Regions from separate parts of the Mus musculus genome. Here all the other regions are linked to region 1. A link is a contact called in public promoter capture Hi-C data. All regions are on one chromosome and are shown on one strand. The core of a region is the stretch at or near the end of the contact, and the rest is flanking DNA. Distances in the headings are between cores, read along the strand shown. Region 1 holds the start of Ptpn23 (protein tyrosine phosphatase, non-receptor type 23). Region 2 holds the start of Gpx1 (glutathione peroxidase 1). Region 3 holds the start of Dag1 (dystroglycan 1).

Region 1 (3,274 bases), core at 446-2,945:
ATTATGAACAGAATGTAGAATACCTAAATCACAGAAACACAGATCAAACATATAACATATTACAACAGGAGTGAGACAAAAGATCAAAGAATTAGGCTATGTCAGAGAGAATCCTGAATGGGAAACTAAAAATACTGGCTTTACTCTGTAAGACTCTGTATAACCAGGGCCCAATATACTATGTCTTTATCTTCCTCAATTTTGATACATTTTAGAAAAATTCACCTCATAATATTAAACAGAAGATGGTAGCCAGGTGGTGGGCGGTGGTGGTGTACGCCTTTAATCCCAGCACTTGGGAGGCAGAGGCAGGCGGATCTCTGAGAGGCCTCAAACAAAGTGAGTTCCAGGACAGCCAAACAAACAAACAAACAAAAAAAGAGAAGATGGTAAAGAATTAACAAAAGTCTGTAAATTTAGATCAATTGGCTTACTACGCTGGTCTTACAGGTGGGGAAAGGAGTCTGGGCTGGGGGCATATATCTCTGTGGAAGAGCACCTGCCTAGCTTCTTGTGCCAGGCTCTGTCTGGGTCTGATACTCACAGCTTGGACCACCACCACATCCACACACCCGGCACCTGAATGCACCTCACCCTATCCTCAAGCAAGTAGGGCCTGATCAGAGGAAGTGGTGATATGAAGAGAATCCAGGAGGCAAGTCCATCGGAAACTACTTCCAAACCCATTTTCTTTCTCCTCCTTTCCCTAAATACCACGGAGTGGTAAAGGATTCTAGACTGTCTACTCCAACCGCTGCTGTGCTAAATCCCCAAGACTCCTCCCAGCTCCCCACCTGCCCACTGCTGCTACGGCCCTCTCGGAGGTTACCCAGTTCCACATCACCACACCTGATCTCACCACGGAAACCCCTTGCCTCAGTGAGCTCCAAACGACTGCTCTAGCCAGCACAATGACTCATAGGATGCCAAGAGCCCTAGCGTGATTCAAGCCCTCTAATCATCAACAAGAAACTGTCTTTTTGGTTCAAAGGAACTTTGGAACAGAAATTTTGTCAGGAGACCATAGAGAATTGGAGGGTCAGACATCCAACTGCACACAGACACACACTCAGTCACACACTCTAAGAGCCAGACATTCCTATGGACCACTCGGGCTCCGGTCTTAAACACACATTCTTTCCTAGTCCAGTCTTGAACTGGGAGGCCACCAAGGCCCGGGCCTAGCATGGACTCCGTAGACCCTGGACCGCCATCGCTCCCCGCGGGGGCTCCCTGGACATGGAGGAACAGGGCAGAGCTGGGTCCAGGAGCGTCATCGCAAGGAAGCGCTGAACCTCGGTAGAAACGCGGGTGGTCTGGGACAGAAGTCCGGAAGAGGGTCCCCATAATGATGCACTGCCAGTCGGAGAAAACGATGATGTGCCGGCCGGGGAGGGGTGGGCCATCCTAAGGGAAAACGCCTGGCCCGACCTGTGACGGAACCCGGGGAGGGACAGGCGCGCAGGGGGGGCGTCACGCGCGGGCAGACGACGGAGATGCGCGGCGAAGGTGTGCTCACCTTCTTCACCGCAGACTGGAAGTGAAAGTCACCGGCCTCCTTCAGGTCCAGCCAGATCATGGGCATCCGGGGCACGGCCTCCATCGCGGGTAGCGCCTAGCGGCCCTAGGGCCGCTCCCCTCCCAGGTCCAGCAGCTGCTTCAGCCGCGCGCGCAACCCCGCCCCTCCACGCCGGAAGCTGCTCGTCACGCGGAGTGACGCACTCCCCCCGCAGCCTGTTGGGAGGTGCAGTCCGGCCCCCCCACCCCGGTAGTCTTTTTGCACATGCGCACACCTCTTCGCGCATGCTCGGTCTTCTCGCGCGAAGGGTCTTGGGTGGAGAGACGACCCAATCCACGGTGAAGGGGCTTCTGGGAATAGTGATCTCCTCCACTAAGCTTGAGGCTTTGCTGGGATTTTCTGGTTTGCGTAACGTTCTTCTTCCTCCCGGGGGGGCCCTTCAAAAACTCACCCATGAATTTGTAATTCCCAAATCTTGAGAGCGGTGAAGGATGGGGACTAGTGCTGCATAGAGAACGACTAGTGTGATGTTAGGGAGAGGGGTTGTGAAGACAGCCATGAGCTATGCAAACTGTATGGCGGGATGGAACTCAGGCTAAAAGTGCCAAGGGATTCCTTCTGTCCGCGGTTGAGGGGGCAGGAACACTGCTCCACACCACCACCCTCTGCAGCCTGAGGAGTTCTTGATTTTTAGTAGGATACATTGAACAGCCAAGTTAACACCTAAGAAGACTGCGACTCTGGAAGGAACTATACAGCGACGAGCATTTGTCTCTGGAGACACCTGTGAAACAGGAATTTTAAAGCTGTGTTGTGTGTATTGTTAAATTTTAGACATAAATAATGGAGACACCCCGGAGATTGAGGGAAGAGACTAGGTCATTTCAAGGCTGGACTGGGCAACATAACAATACGTTGTCTCAAACAAATTTTAAAAATAAGGAAACGGAGAAAGTAGTGAGTGACCTTTTGTAGTCTTCTAGGAGACCGGTGATTGTGGCTTTGGGTGAAAAAGGCTTTAAAAAAAAAAGTGGGTAGATAATGCACTTTGAGGAACATCTGAGAACTATTTTGAAAAAAAAGTATCCTAAGTTGGGGTGGGTACATGTTAGGGAATGAGATCAAAGTTGATTTCCAAGTTTCTGCCTGGTTTAGGTGGATAGCTGACAGGCTGTTACCTGACATGAGGAAATTGGGAGGAACATGTAGAAGGGAGCGCAAGACTTCAGGTCTAGTTTGTGTGAAGATGAGGACAGATGCATTTAGAGGCAATGTAGAGCCCGAGAATAAAGACTCTGGATTCACAAGACGGGTTTCCCCGACCCAGGTAGGGCCCACGTCCTCTTTGTAGAAGTAACAGACATTTCCATACTAAAAGTATGTTAGGGTCTAGAGAGGTGGGTTGGTTGTTAAGAACACTGGCTGCTCTTCCAGAGGACCTGGCTTTGATTTTCAGCATCTACATGGCAGTTCCCAGCAGTCTATAACTCCAGTTCCAGACCTTTAGTCTTCTTCTGGGTTCTGTGGGCACTGCACACATGTGGTACACAGACATACATATGTGCCAAGCAAAACTCCTATACACATACAATAATTTTTAAAATGAAGTTTAGCCAGGCGGTGGTGGCGCATGCCTTTAATCCCAGCACTTGGGAGGCAGAGGCAGGTGGATTTCTGAGTTCGAGGCCAGCCTGGTCTACAGAGTGAGTTCCAGGACAGCCAGGGCTACACAGAGAAACCTTGTCTTTAAAAAAA
Region 2 (3,147 bases), core at 414-2,913, 2.1 Mb before region 1:
ATGTAGTATTTTTTGTATAATTGGATTTCCTAATACTGATATTTGTCATTCCCACAGAAAGTGTATTGCTTCTTTTCTTTTTCTTTCTTTCTTTCTTTTTTTCTTTTTTTTTTTTTTTTTTAAGAAAGTGTATTTGGAAATAAAGTCAGATGGAAGAATTCATTTTTAAAATTCCCATTTTGTCACTTTCTCTGATAAAATATGGCCATATCCCTTATTCAGCCCTATATATCATTCTAGTACCCCTTTCCAGACTGGACTAAGTAGGAATTTGGTTTCCCGCCTGAGGCAGTTATACTTTGGAGGTGGCATAGCCTTTCTCACCTGGACTGCAGGGTCTGGCTCTAAGTCACAGTGCTCCTTTCTCCACACTGTATCCAAGTTGCCTCCCAGAGGAGCCACCAGTTCTTATGGGTGGCAGTGGGTGGGGGTGGGGGGGTCTCTTCTCTCCAGCTGACTAAACATTTTTCTGTACCAGTTAATTTTTCCAACTAATAGAATAAAGGCAGTTTTCTAAATTTCCTGTATTCTCTTGTGTGTTGCTTTCGCCGGAAAGACTCCCCTGGAGAGGCTTCTTGAATGGCACCAGCTCCTCCTACTCCCTCCCTCTTCTAGACTAACCTTTTGTCTCCTCCCAAGAACATGGAAGTGGTTTCCCTGTGACACGTTCAAATCTAAAAAGTGGAGTGGAAGCCGGGTGTGGTGGCGCAGGCCTTTCATCCCAGCACTCGGGAGGCAGAGGCAGGTGGATTTCTGAGTTCGAGGCCAGCCTGGTCTACAATGTGAGTTCCAGGACAGCCAGGGATATACAGAGAAACCCTGTCTAAAAAAGACAAAAAAAAAAAAAAAAAAAAAAAGTGGAGTGGAATGTCATAGAGGGGACATGAGGGGCTGGGTTTTCTGGACTAAGACCAAACTGCACTGGGGGCAGGAATCTAGGACCACTAGAAGCACGTGTTCTGAGAGGAGCTAGGTTAGAGTCTGGAGCAGGGAGTCCTGCACTGCTGTCCACCCTTACAAAAACAACCAAAAGAAATTGCCTTTGATAGCGCTGTTAGTGCTACTAAAAAAAAGTCAGGCATGGGTGGTACAAGCCTTTAGTACCAGCACTCGGGATGAAAGCAAAGAGACAGGTAAATCTCTTGAGTTCTAGGCCTGCCTGGGCTACTGAACAAGCCTTAGTACAGCCAAGACTGCATACAGAAACACTGATGAGATGGAGACACCCCCCAAGACAAAACAAAACGAAAACATGCACTTGGAGTTCCAGGCGAGCCAGGGCTCTGTAGAGACCTTGTCTCAGAAACAAAACACTGGCCACCTGATGCGACGCAGCTCCTCTTGAGTTCAATTCCCAAATTATCACCGAGTGGAAGGAGAGAACCAACTCTGACCTCAACATGCATGCTCCTTCGATTTAATTAAACAATAAGTGTAATTAAACTTATGTTTTTAAAACCCTATAACCTTATGACTAGAAACGTGTGGGTAAAGTTACACAATATAAGGGAGCTGTGCGTGAGCTGCTTTAGCCGTTGTTATTGCCAGAGGCCATCTTCCTAGGCGGGACTCTAGACTAATTAAGAAACGGTTGAGTAAGACAGAGCTGGAAGATCCCCGCCTAAGCAAGCAGCTTCCTTCCAGACTAGTGCTACAGGAGCTAGACCAGACCCGCCCTAGGCACCTCCAGGCGCTTTAGCCCGGCCGCACCCTCTTCCCTGTTCCTCGATGGGGGGAGGGTAGAGGCCGGATAAGGCGGGACCCTGAGACTTAGAGCTGGCTGCCAGCCGGAAAGAAAGCGATGCCACGTGATCTCAGCACCATCCAGTTAAAAGGAGGTGCAGGGCCCTGTGAGCGCTAGTACGGATTCCACGTTTGAGTCCCAACATCTCCAGTATGTGTGCTGCTCGGCTCTCCGCGGCGGCACAGTCCACCGTGTATGCCTTCTCCGCGCGCCCGCTGACGGGCGGGGAGCCTGTGAGCCTGGGCTCCCTGCGGGGCAAGGTGCTGCTCATTGAGAATGTCGCGTCTCTCTGAGGCACCACGATCCGGGACTACACCGAGATGAACGATCTGCAGAAGCGTCTGGGACCTCGTGGACTGGTGGTGCTCGGTTTCCCGTGCAATCAGTTCGGACACCAGGTATATGGGGCGAGATGGGTGGCCTTGGGCTCTAGGCTCCCACGGGCGGGACACCGCTTACTTTCTCCTCTGGTACTACAGCTGGAATGCAGGCCTATCCTCGGTTATACAAGGAGGGCAACTTCCTGGTGACTCATCGGGAAACCTCTGTTTTGCAGTTAAAAAGCACATTCTTTCCGAAATCCTAGCACATAAATAAATGCCTTTGTCTTCCCTAGGAGAATGGCAAGAATGAAGAGATTCTGAATTCCCTCAAGTACGTCCGACCTGGTGGCGGGTTCGAGCCCAATTTTACATTGTTTGAGAAGTGCGAAGTGAATGGTGAGAAGGCTCACCCGCTCTTTACCTTCCTGCGGAATGCCTTGCCAACACCCAGTGACGACCCCACTGCGCTCATGACCGACCCCAAGTACATCATTTGGTCTCCGGTGTGCCGCAACGACATTGCCTGGAACTTTGAGAAGTTCCTGGTGGGCCCCGACGGTGTTCCCGTGCGCAGGTACAGCCGCCGCTTTCGTACCATCGACATCGAACCTGACATAGAAACCCTGCTGTCCCAGCAGTCTGGCAACTCCTAAGGCGGCCCTGGCATTGGCTTGGTGATTACTGGCTGCACTCTGGGGGGCGGTTCTTCCATGATGGTGTTTCCTCTAAATTTGCACGGAGAAACACCTGATTTCCAGGAAAATCCCCTCAGATGGGCGCTGGTCCCATCCATTCCCGATGCCTTTCCACCTAATGAAAGGTGGTTTCACTACTAAGAATAAAGTGCTGAATATCAGAATTGTTTGTGTGTCCTGTGTCATTGTCACCTTTTGGATAGCCTCATAGTCAGGGATAAGGAACTCAATCCCAGAGCCTAAACGTCCCTTTCCCCGCCCCTTATGCTTTTCTTTCTCCCTGTCCCAGGACATGGTTAAGGTCAGTCTTGAGTCGCCGTTACAGCAGAGGCCATACTCCAGAAGGAGGAAGCCAGTAGACAAGGGCAGACTGCCTAACGGTTAA
Region 3 (3,162 bases), core at 469-2,968, 2.1 Mb before region 1:
TACAAGCCTTTATGTCCCCCAGCTAATTCCTGCTGGCCCTGAAGGCCACGCACGGCTCAGGAAGGCTCTCTTCAGGCTACCATGCAAGCAAGCATATTCTCGTCATGGGTTCTGATTCTCATTCACTGAACCCAAAATCAGTTAAGGACAAAGCAAGATGTATTACATGGGCCCCCAAGTCCTACCCAGAAGTCCCCAGGGAGTAAAGTCAAACATTTACTAAATGAATGCATCTTGTCAAATCAGGTTTTTTAGAATGATGAGGACTTGTCCGGTGACAATTTCAACAGAGGTACATATCAACAATGCTTGCACATTCCCACCCGGTGCTGCCTGCATAGTGCTACTTACTCCTACCTTCACACAGGATCCCACACGCCTTGCAACTAACTCCCTAGTGAGATCTGATTTCTCCAATAGCCCCTATGTCCTTTAAGCACGCTGACCATGTCCTTGACTTCAAGGCAAAAAGAACTTCAATTCTCCATATTTAAACCATCGATCTGTACAACCCGTTACCGTGGAATTCTTTTTCTAAACTAGAACATTCTGAAAGTATGTCTCTTGCTCATTAAGCACAATATATACTAATATGATTGCAACACCCCATCTCCATCAGATTCCAAAACATCTGGAAGCACACCCAACTCTAGCTGGAGTTATGTTCTATAAACACCACCCTCACTTCACGAGTCTGGCTTCCACGCCAAGAACTACTTCTACTCGCTTATTTAGGGAAACAGCAGGCTGGACTCTCAAGTTAGACCTCTAGGCTATAAAGGTACTGTCCCAGACTAGGCGGACCAGTCAAAACTTCGTCATCACCACGAAAACTAATCTTGATGTAATTCAACTTAACAAAAGCTTCTCAAATTGTAGAGATTAAGAGGTGTGTTTTTAATTGCCCGTTGAGTTTGTCAATAAATGAACTTGGGAGTTATAGCAAAGGACTCTGAGTCAACATGGTGTTCCCTCTGGGAACATTTTCCAAATATACTCGCAAGTGAACCTGATTTCCCAAATACCCACTGCAAAGGTAGTAAAGGAGTCTCCCACAGAAGCGCAACCGAGGGGGAGGAAAGAACCCCAAGACTCGGAGCAGCTCAAAGCAAGAGGCGGGGGCGGCGCCCTTCCCAGCCTCTGGCAGGAGCCCCACAGTAGAGATGCCTCCTAACTGGGCCGCGACCCCCACTGGCAACCCGGAGGCAGCCCGCAGGCCGCACACGCCCGCGGCCGATGCACAGGCCCCGCGTTCCCGGGAGCGCGGGCCGGGGCCGAGGCCTGGCCCGTCGCCGCGGCGCGCAGCTCCGGCCTCAGCCTTCAGCTACCGGACGGAGAGCCGAGGGGCGGCTCCGCACGGACGGCGGCGGCGCCGCCTCCTCACCCGCAAGGACGTCCGTGGCCGTGTCCCCGCCCCGGGCCGAAAGGGAGCAGCAGCAGGTGTTCCGCGGAAGGCTCGGTCGGCTGCAGCGGGGATCCCGGCCCCAGCAGGCAGGCACCGGGAGGCAGAGGCGGGAGGCGCACTCACCCAGCACCACGGGCAGGCCGCGGCAGGTGTTCGCTCCTCCGGGCCCAGGGACACCGCCGCCACTCCCCGGGGACTCCGCGCGAAGCTACCGCCGCTGCCGCCCCCGAGCCCCAGGAGCGCGAGCGCCGCGCCGCAGCCTCCGCGCGATCACGTACCGAGCGGTGAGAGGGCGCCGAGCGCGAGGGCGGGGCGCGCGGCCGGAGCCTAGCAACCGCCTGACACGCGAGTGCCGCAGCCAATCCCACGGCCGACTCGGAGCGGCGCCGACTAGCCTTCAGCGCGCGGCCCGCTTCTGCCTGCGTCGCTAGCCCCGCAGCGCGCCGCACCCGCGCACAGGCCCCGCCCCGTCCCGCACCTCTCTGCCCATTGGCCTGTCACGCCCCCGCCCCAAAAGCCACGCCCCGACGTAGAGGCCCCGCCCCCGAAGTCGACCAAGTGGGTCCCGGGACACGCCTTAGCCAGTCCGGGTAGCTGGGAGCGCTTGCTAGCTGGGGTGGGGGAGGGGCACCTTTCCCAACTTCTCCCGAAGAATAAATCGAGGTATGGACAGGCCGGCGAACCGGTCCGGCCACAACAAGCCACCACACAGCTGCCCCCTAATTTCCTTCGAGCAAAACGCAAGCGGTATCTAAACCATTCAAACACTCAGGAAGCGCCCTCCCAATTGCAAAGGAAGAGAGGCCTTGTTACCCTCTCCTTAATATGGATGGAGAAACTAAGGCCAGATCCGGGTGGGTGGGCAGGAAGGTAACCCATTTCTTTAGTGCTGGCCATACAACAGGCTTCCCCTCCCCCTCCTTGGAAAGCTAAAATCCAATGCCTCCTCTGGAGCTCAAAATAGCTCTGACCCGCTAGCACAGGTCACTCACCCCCCGGTGGCCCACATTCTTTAGATGGGTGGTTACTGCTAGAATCTGGCCTCCCCCATTTATGGAGGGTCCTAAAGTAGTTCTTAACTCTCCTGGGCTCACCAGAGGGCCCAAACTCCAGAGACTGGAGATTTAACAAGTTACTAAACCTGACAGTGCATAATACCTGTGGAAATCAGAACTGTGGTAGGCTCTGCTCCCTTCCTAACTGACCCCACACTGCTAGAAGGAATCCATTCCTCTTTGGCCTAGGGCCAGGCTGGAGTTTCAGACACAAGCTGTTATCAGTAAACTCATTCTGAATACAGACCCGGCGGCTACTCAGCCTGGGATTCCTGCCTAAAGGACGGGCAGTTCTCTTCAGAAGAGTCTAGGAGAAAAAATTTTCAGGAAGAAATGCCCTACCTCAAATACCTGTTTGCAATTTCTCAATTCTTACGTGACTAACTCATAGAGCCTAGAAAAGGAAGAGGAACTAAAATCCAGGAGAGCAAGAGCAGGCCATCCCTTGGATGTTAATAAACTGAAGAGTTAATGGCTTCTCAGATTCTGACTTTAAGACTGTACCATTTTAGAAAGGCTGAGAATGAGCTGGCCATGGTTGCTGCCGTCTGTAATCTTTACACTCATAAAGCTGCGACTTAAGGATTGCTGTAAATTGAAGGCCAGTCAAGGTCGCATAATGAGTCTCCAGGCCAGTTTGGGCTATAGAGTGATACCTTGTCTCAAAAACTAATCAAGGGCTTCAGAGATTACTTAGACAGT

What was found. Promoter capture Hi-C pulls out the DNA fragments that hold promoters and counts their contacts.
Region 2: a promoter capture Hi-C map of neutrophils shows a contact between it and region 1, with 5 times the contacts expected there. The contact joins the promoter of Gpx1 here to the promoter of Ptpn23 in region 1. A contact is called at or near these places in 2 of 39 promoter capture datasets (neutrophils and pre-B cells).
Region 3: a promoter capture Hi-C map of pre-B cells shows a contact between it and region 1, with 2.1 times the contacts expected there. The contact joins the promoter of Dag1 here to the promoter of Ptpn23 in region 1. A contact is called at or near these places in 3 of 39 promoter capture datasets (hippocampal neurons, liver and pre-B cells).

The regions. Positions count from the first base shown.
Region 1 is chr9:110,406,515-110,409,788 of GRCm38.p6, forward strand. Ptpn23 (protein tyrosine phosphatase, non-receptor type 23) reads right to left here and starts at 1,696. Exons shown (of 25, transcript NM_001081043.1): 1 at 1,520-1,696. The coding sequence starts at 1,603.
Region 2 is chr9:108,337,417-108,340,563 of GRCm38.p6, forward strand. It overlaps Gpx1 (glutathione peroxidase 1), which reads left to right and starts at 1,664. Exons shown (of 2, transcript NM_008160.6): 1 at 1,664-2,142; 2 at 2,361-2,926. The coding sequence starts at 1,897. The coding sequence ends at 2,720. It overlaps Rhoa (ras homolog family member A), which reads left to right. Exons shown (of 6, transcript NM_016802.5): 6 at 1-527.
Region 3 is chr9:108,262,097-108,265,258 of GRCm38.p6, forward strand. Dag1 (dystroglycan 1) reads right to left here and starts at 1,719. Exons shown (of 4, transcript NM_001276482.1): 1 at 1,529-1,719.